Regions from separate parts of the Mus musculus genome. Here region 2 is linked to region 1. The links are chromatin contacts, called in public Hi-C maps. All regions are on one chromosome and are shown on one strand. Each heading gives the region's core, a stretch centred on a gene start, on an enhancer-like site or on the middle of the called end of the contact. The rest is flanking DNA. Distances are from core to core; before and after follow the strand shown.

Evidence for each region. Hi-C and Micro-C count contacts between places; a contact is called where the count stands out from the background.
Region 2: a contact with region 1 is called in a Hi-C map of uterus, with 5 times the contacts expected there. The contact joins the enhancer-like site here to the promoter of Platr5 in region 1. A contact is called at or near these places in 1 of 15 datasets of contacts at CTCF or cohesin (embryonic stem cells), 12 of 484 Hi-C or Micro-C datasets (the HL-1 cell line, the Patski cell line, embryonic fibroblasts and 4 more) and 2 of 115 datasets of contacts at active chromatin or transcription factors (extraembryonic endoderm stem cells and fibro-adipogenic progenitors).

The regions. Positions count from the first base shown.
Region 1 is chr1:88,753,036-88,757,036 of GRCm38.p6, forward strand. It overlaps Platr5 (pluripotency associated transcript 5), which reads left to right and starts at 1,855. Exons shown (of 3, transcript NR_040493.1): 1 at 1,855-1,923; 2 at 2,049-2,255; 3 at 2,499-2,698.
Region 2 is chr1:88,865,095-88,869,095 of GRCm38.p6, forward strand. No RefSeq gene overlaps it. Among named protein-coding and RNA genes, the nearest start is that of Platr5, 110 kb to the left of the region's middle. Within about 2 kb of position 2,182, at least 5 of the 459 cell types and tissues checked have an H3K27ac peak or open chromatin away from gene starts, as enhancers often do. A contact at or near this core is called in uterus, where this site is marked.

The sequences.
Region 1 (4,001 bases), core at 605-3,104:
CTAGGGGTGGGGCCCTGTAACATGCCCCCTTTCTATGCTGGTATGGCTGTTGGCACTATACTTATTCACGTCTTGTTTAGGCAGCCATACTATTGAGGTATCATGCGTGAAGCTTCCCTATCAGTTCTAGGAGACATAATCGTCGTCGTCGTCATCCCCCCCCCTGCAGAATTCTTAGCCCTCTGGTTCTTAACAATCTTTCTGCCCCCTCTTCTACAATGTTCCGCAGGCACAGGAGTTATGCTGTAGATGTAGCCATCGGCTCGGGGTTACCCACAATGGATTAGTTGTTCTCTGCATTTTGACTAGTTGTGACTTTATGCAATGGTCTCTGTCTGCTGCCAAGAGAGGCTTCTTGGATGAGGAGGGGTGAGAACTTATCCGTGGGTATAAGGGTAAGCATTTAGGAATTATACCGGTTTAGTGTTTTATTTCTTAATTCTGCTTTAACTTAAGCTGGCTAAGAACAGCCACAATCATCTGAGAAATCTCTCTCTCTCTCTCTCTCTCTCTCTCTCTCTTGCAGTCATGGCTCATGGCTGTTAATAGCAACCATAACTTTTCCATCTCGAGAGTTTTACCAATAACAAGATGTCAGACTTCTGGGAGCAATAAAAACCAACAGATTCGGTGAGGATGCTCCCAACTGCTTCTCCTGGGTGCTTCTTCATTTTCACAAGACACACCCCAGCAAGGCCAAACTTGCCCAGGATGGATCAGCCTTCAGAAATTAGGGGGTGCTGGGGAGAGGGCTTAGGGGTAAAGAAGTTTTCTTGGTCTTCAGCCCTAGAGCTCACGCAAAAGCCAGGGTGGGGGCCTGTGCTTGCAATCCTAACACTGTAGAGGCAGAGACAAGCTGATCCTGGACCCTCCTTGGCCAGCAAGCCTAACACCTGGTGGGTTCCAGGCCAGTAAGAGACCCTGTCTCACAAGTGTGATGAATGGTGCTTGAGAAATGACATCCAGGGCTGATTCTCTGACCTTAAATGGATATCATATAGCTGTGTGTGTGTGTGTGTGTGTGTGTGTGTGTGTGTGTGTGTGTGTGTGTGTGAGTGGGGAAGTGGGTGAGCAGAGACAGTCCTTGCAAAACAAGTGGGGATCAGAAAGTAAATTATGTCCTTAATTACACTTGGAAATATTTAGTCAGGTGTGTTAGTACACACCTTTAATGCCAGCACTTGGGAGGCAGATGTAAGGGCATCTAAGTGAGTTTGAGGCCATCCTGGTCTACAGAGTGAGTTCTGGGGTAGCCAGAGCTACATAATAAAGAGATTCTGTCTCAACAAAAACCCAACCAACCAACCAAACAAACAATTGGAAATTGTTTTTAAATTGTTTATTAAAGAAGAAAATCACATCCCACTTTCCATAGCTACTCAAGAACCCAACACAAACACATACCCAACAGAGAACCTAAGCTCAGACAGCATGAGCAGCCGTGCCTTGGCAAGCTGGGCAGGAACGTTCATTCACACAGAGATGCTCTAGGGACTTAATCAGTATCCCAGGCCTTGTGCAGAATGCACACCTTGATGCCTTCCCCCACGGCCCTGCAGATTTGCCAGACTAGAATTCCACCTTCAGTTCATCTGCTGGGCTCTAACTCACCAGAGACTCTATTTCCAGGTGAATTGTGTGACTTGACTATTCCTCTCAGAACCTGGCAGGTATCCTTCAGGGCCGGCAAGGGTGAGGTTCTCCCCCAAACTCTTTATAAAGTATCTATTTTGATGTTCTCCTGGAGGGTCACTGTGGTGGTTTGAATATGCTTAACCCAGGGAGTGGTGCTATTGGGAGGTGTGGTCTTGTTGCAGTAGGTGTGGCCTTATTGGAGGAAGTGAGTCACTGTGAGGGTGGGCTTTGAAACCCTCCTGCTAGCCACATGGCATCCAGTCGGCTCCTGGATTCCTTTGGATGAAGGTGTAGTAGAACTCTCAGCTCCTCCTGCACCATGCCTGCTTGGAAGCTGCCATGCTTTCCGCCTTGATGATACTGGACTGAACCTTTGAACCTGTAAGCCAGCCCCAATTAAATGTTCTTTTTAGGAGTTGCCTTGGTCATGGTGTCTGTTCACAGCAGTGGAAACCCTAATTCAGACAGTAACCTAGCAGCCTCCCCTGACTCTAAACAACATGATGGGCTGACAGATAATGTCTTTCTCGCTGGAGGTCTTGGCCACCCCCAAACCCAGCTGAAGAGGGAATTGGTCTGGAGCAAAGCCTGTGAGCCAAAGGTGTGTGTGCTGATCCGAGGTAAGAGGAAATAAACATGGAGCCATGTTTTTCTTTTCTCCCAGACGGGTAAGAGAGAGTCTAGGCTCAGTCCTAAGCCAGGCATGGCCGCCAGCCACCATAATTCCCAGGCTGAACCATGGAAAAGTAAATCTTATGCCCCAGTCCAGCTAATTCTTAATAAAAAGGGAGGAACTGTGCCCTCCCTTAGCCTTGTGTGGGCTGAATCAGACCTTGTCTGCCACAGTTGGTTATCTCCCCTAGGATGGAGTCTTCTGACCGAGGTGAAGTCTATTGTCCTGCCACATCTGCAGCTTCCTGCAAGAAGCCACCACCTGCTGAGCAGCTGAGCTTGCTTTCCTGACGAGATGCTGACAAAGCAGGAAGGAGATCCTGGCAAAGAGGGGGATGGATTTCCCCCCCTTTAAAAATTCAGACTCAAGAATTAAAGTTGAACCTTGATCAGAGAACTTGGTCTTGGCTCCTTATTTCTCTTGCTGTCCTTCCCATCCATCGCCAGCTTTCTTTTCAGGAACCCAGTACCCCGTGGCTGCTGTCGGCTACAGTCTCACTCTCTCCATCCTCCTTGGGAGATTCATCTTGTCCCTGTTTCCTAAGCCCCTGTAAGAAGTAGTTGTAAATTTTCTTACAAACCTAATTTTCTGCCCGGAGATCATAGCAACTTATCTGTTTCTCAGTCCTGCCTGTTTTAAAATCAGCTTTCCCCAATACTCCTGTGGTTCCAATCTGTGGGCAGTAATTTGACACTAACCACAAAGAGCCAGTGTCCCTCTCCCCCACCCCCGCCCCCATGATAAACTTATATCTCAGGAAAAAATAAACAAACAAAAGCAAAACAAAACAAAAAAAAAACCCAAACTTTACATGGTCAAAGAGTTACATAACATTTAATTATCAACTTTCTTGAAATTAAGAGAGGAGCTGTTGGAAAGCGAGCTACCGGCCAGCAGGAGTGATGACTATTGGCTCAGGAGGGTTAACTGCTGAGCCAGACACTGCTTTCAATGCCTTTTGGTGGGCAAAATAAAGATAGTTCTCAGTAGCTACCTTCAGTGAGAAATGAAGACAGACCTGTGCTCAAGGCACAGAAAAGGAAGACAGAACTAACTCTCCACAATCTTATCTATCCTCAGGAGAGGGGACATGGCAGAGCTGGGGTGTGGGGATTTCAGGGCCAGGTCCCACTCTAACCATTTGGCCGCATGATATGTTTGCTGTGCAGGATGTGTGAAAGCCAGAGGCAGAGGTACTTGTCACTGTCGTCAGGAAAAAAATCTACCAAAGACAGAAAAATTATCTGGAGGCTCCAGCGCACTTGCCCTGCTTCAGACACAAACATAATCAGTTACTCCCGCTATTGTGTCCAAAATGATACCGGGATGTATATGTCTTAATTCTCAGAAAATTAAGCATTCGACTGTTGAAGCCACATGACTTCTCTCACACAAATTAGATTTCCTCCACCCCAGGGATTCTGACCCATAGCGTTGTCACTTCCGCCAGGGCCACAAGGGGGTGCTGTGGACGACCAGCCCGAGTTGATGGAAGGAGGCCCATTCACTTCCCCTGTAGGAGCCAGAGCCACACTGTGACATTTCAGTCAGTTTAACACCACTCAGCAACATTTCCAACCACTCTGAGGGTGTGAGCCTCCGGGCTCCACTGAGTATAAAAGCTCCCCTCAAAAGGGACATGAGAGCCAAACATGTGTTCCTAATGGGCACACCAGGGGTGACAAGGGCTCTA
Region 2 (4,001 bases), core at 932-3,431, 110 kb after region 1:
CAACTAAGGACGTCATTCTTATTTTCTTGACCATTATTCCACACTGTCTTTTTGAGCAGCTGTAACAAAATGCTACAAGGTGGTTGCTTATAAGCAACCAAAGTTTCTTCCTGCAGTTCGGAAGGCTGGAAGGGTAAGGGGGGGGGGTAGCCAGAGCTGGAGTCTGATGACGGTTTGCTTTGGGGTTCACCAGTGTGTCCAGATGACTAGAGGAAGCTCCACTCTCTTCAGGGGCCTTGGCCTCCAGCACTTGATCACTTCCCTGAGGCCTGATCTCCTCATACTGTCTCTCTGCAGGTCCCTGTCAATATCACAAGTTCCTCAGATGGCTTTTGGGGTTGCCTTTTGGGGTGAAGTTAACCTGTATTAAAATACAGCTTTGTTCTCATGCTCACTTGAATCACTCCGTGGAGACTCAATAAACATGAAGGCTGTATGCAGACACAGCTTGGAGGAAGGAATGCCAGAGGCAGGGGAGGAGGATGACAGACATCAGCTTGGGCACAGTCGTGGTGGATGAAGAAGCCGATTATCTCCAGGCCTAGGGTGGCAAGGCCCGAAGGGGAGAGGCTGGTGTTTGTCGGGGCTCCTCTCTACGTGGGTGGTGGGGGCAGCTACATCCTGCATGTGGGTGGTCCCTGGCTTCAAGGAGGGAAGGCTGCTCCACCTGAGAGGGAGGAGGGGAGGTAGAAAAGGGGAAGCTGCAGTAGAGAGGCTGGGAGCAGGCCAGGCTGCCTCCACCACCTGAGAGCACCAGGCTCTCTCTGTTCTGTTTTTGCAGACGCTATGCAAGATCCTTCCAGAATAGTCTCCTGCCTTCGCCACTGCACAGCCTAACCAGCCTCAGACTGGGGGGTGGAAGAGTAACTGAGCAGCCTGTTGGAACAATGATGGAGGACGATGGGACAGGGGAGAGCTCTGTCAACCAAGCACTTGCCAGGCAACCTTGAAGACCTGAGTGTGATTCTCAGAAACGATGCAAGAAAGCCTGCTGTGGTGGCAGATGCTTGGAGGACAGAGGACAGAGGACAGAGGACAGAGGACAGAGGACAGAGGACAGAGGAGGATCCCTGGATCTTGCAGGCAGCTCACCTGACCTACCTGGTAAGATCCAGGTTGGTGAGAGATCCTTGTCTCAGAATAGTTGAGCGGCCTAAAGAATGACACCTGAGGTCACATGCAACACGTGTGTGTGCGTGTACACACCTAAACACACACACTCTGATGCTGGCTTTACTGCCCTCTGTTTGAGATAGCTAAGGAGGTCTGCTAAGTAGAGCATTGCCTGTCAGTTCATAAAATATCACAGATGGCTAGAGGATTGTCTTAGGTAAGCCTGTCCCTAAATTAAATTCTATCCAATAAACATAGTTCAAAGAAAGAAAGAAAGAAAGAAAGAAAGAAAGAAAGAAAGAAAGAAAGAAAGAAAGAAAGAAAGAAAGAAAGAAAGAAAGAAAGAAAGAAAAAAAGAAAGAAAGAAGAAAGGAATTTATGTTTTGTCTCTCTTTCCTAAAGTTGTTTTTTATTCCTGTTGTTATTGCTACATTTCAGGCCTGGGACAGGGGGCTGAGGTGCATATTTTACACACCAAAGCAGACCAGGCCTCCAGGGTTTTCCAGCACCCCTCAATCCCATACCCTGCCCCCATCCCTGAACACTCCAGCCCAGGGGCGGTGGGGCCCGTCCCCAAAAGGCTCATCCCAATATAATCCAGACATTTTGTGCTCTCCTTGTTTCTCTTCTCTTCTCTCTCCTCTTTCTCACCCTGCCTGGGCTTTCTCTCTTGCCCTTCCCCTCTTTTTCCCCTCCCTATGGCAATAGACCTGCATGTACATATTTTAATCTGGCTTGAATTGGTTCATTTCACTGGCAGAGAAAAACCTACCAGCTATTATTTTGTGTTCATTCTTTGCTGATTTCATACATGTTAACAGTTCATTCTGGGTACCACCCCACTGCCATGCTCCTACCCACCTCCCTCCTCCCTACCTGTCACTTTCCTACATTCAAGACTTTGAGGTTTATTGTGCTTTACCATTTGCTTTATCAGAGCCATGTGTGCAGCTGTTGGGTTGGGACTGACTCTGGAGCCTGATGGCATCACCAGTAAGAACACAACTGAAGGCAGTAAATCTTTTGAGTTTATTCCTAGGAAATAGTTCAGCAGTGAAAAATAGGGCCTAGGCCCCTCCTCCACTCCCTGAACTGTCCATGGGCCAATGCAGACCCAGAACAGGCTTCCATAGCTGTCTATGGTTTCCATGGCTGTATCTTGCCCAGGAGATGTCGTTTCTCAGCTGTCTGGCCATCTTCTGGCTCCGACGGTCTCCTCCCACAGTATAACATCTGTGTCTCCACAGTTTTGATGGGAGCTGTAGGCTCTGCCTCCATAAATATGATTTAATAGAACTTTGATCCATCTTCAAAAAAAAAAAACTGAGCTGCATTTTGAGAGAACAGCCTGCTAGAAATCCAACTTCCGAGGGAGAAAATGGCTTCCTGCTTAGCCTCAAATGGCTTTGGCCGTGATTAGGTTTCAGTGTGAAAAATAAATGGGGCAGCCTGTTCAAGGCAAGAAGATGAGGAGAATGGAGAAGCACCAGGACCTAGGCAATTATAAGCAAGTCATCATATACCCTGAGCCCCGTGTCCCCACACAGAACCAGAGGAGTAAAGAGTAGGCAGCCTCCTCAAACCAACTCACCCAGGTCCCCAAATCCACAGGTCTCAGCACAGGGGGGACCTGAGGGTAAGCAGAGCAGTGCCTGGCTCAGAGTCACGCCTGTTCTGCATCCCATCCATACGTCATCCAGGCTCTGTCAGGACACTGTGCCTGGTGAACTAACACTGTTCTCGACATGGCTTTCCCTGCCATCTTCTTTGCATCTGAGTCTTTCAAGTCTGACTATCACAACAGTAACTAATAAAACAACACCAAAGATTGTTTATTCTTGATGTGCAAATCCTCTGGGCAAAGGGCTGGGACGGTCTGTTGTGGTGTGAATTTGGGATGTCCTTCATGGGCTCAAATATTTGAACTTGATCTCCAGCTGGGGACAGTGTTTGAGGAGGTTTGGGGAAGCATTTAGGAGGTGGGGCCTCACTGGAGGCAGGCCTCAGACCTTTCTATCCATCCCTACTTCCTCTTCACTCTCTGCTTTCGGAGCACATATATGGCGTGATCAGCCAGCTGCCTCTTCCTGCCACCACCTGCATTCCCTACTTGCTGCCATGTTGTCCTTCCAAGATGGACTGTGTCACTCAGGAACCATGAGTCAAAATGACCCCTCCCTGTTGAAGTTACCCTTGTCAGAGTATTTTGTCATAGAAATGAGAAAGGAGCTATGGCATAGTTGTACCCACTGGTGTGACCCACACTTACCTCTGTGTGCCTCACACAGAGAAGCCATGTGCTGCACAAACATTGTGCACACACAAATGCTTCTGCTTCTGCACACATATGGGGGAGTCGTTCAGGGGCCTATAGCTGGACAGCAGCACACAGCCCGTTCCTCCTGTCATCGTGGGCTCTATTGATAAGACATAATGGGGGAGCAAAGACAAAAAAGACGGTGAAGGCAATGGGGAGGAGATGGAGAAGGGGGTGCAGAAAGAGAAAGAGGAGGACAAAGAGGAAAGAGTGATGGAAGGAGATGCAGATGGGAAGAAGAGGGGATTGGAGGGAAAGGGGGCAAGGAAACAGTTGGGGAGGAGGGCAAGGAACCCATCAGCACATCCATGACCTCACATACTTATCTGACTTGTAAATCAGACTTTTCAAAACTACTGTCTTCATAGCTACGAAATAAGCATTATGTCATTTTAAACCGCAGTCACTATGCTGTGCAGATCAGTGATTCTTCCCAATTCACCGAATCTCTGCACCTTTTGACCAAGATCTTCCATACCTGGGGTGGCTGCCTTTCTGTCCTCTGTTCTACTGAACTCAAGCCTTTTAGATTCTGCACACAAGTGAGCACAAGCGGTACCTGTCCTTTCTT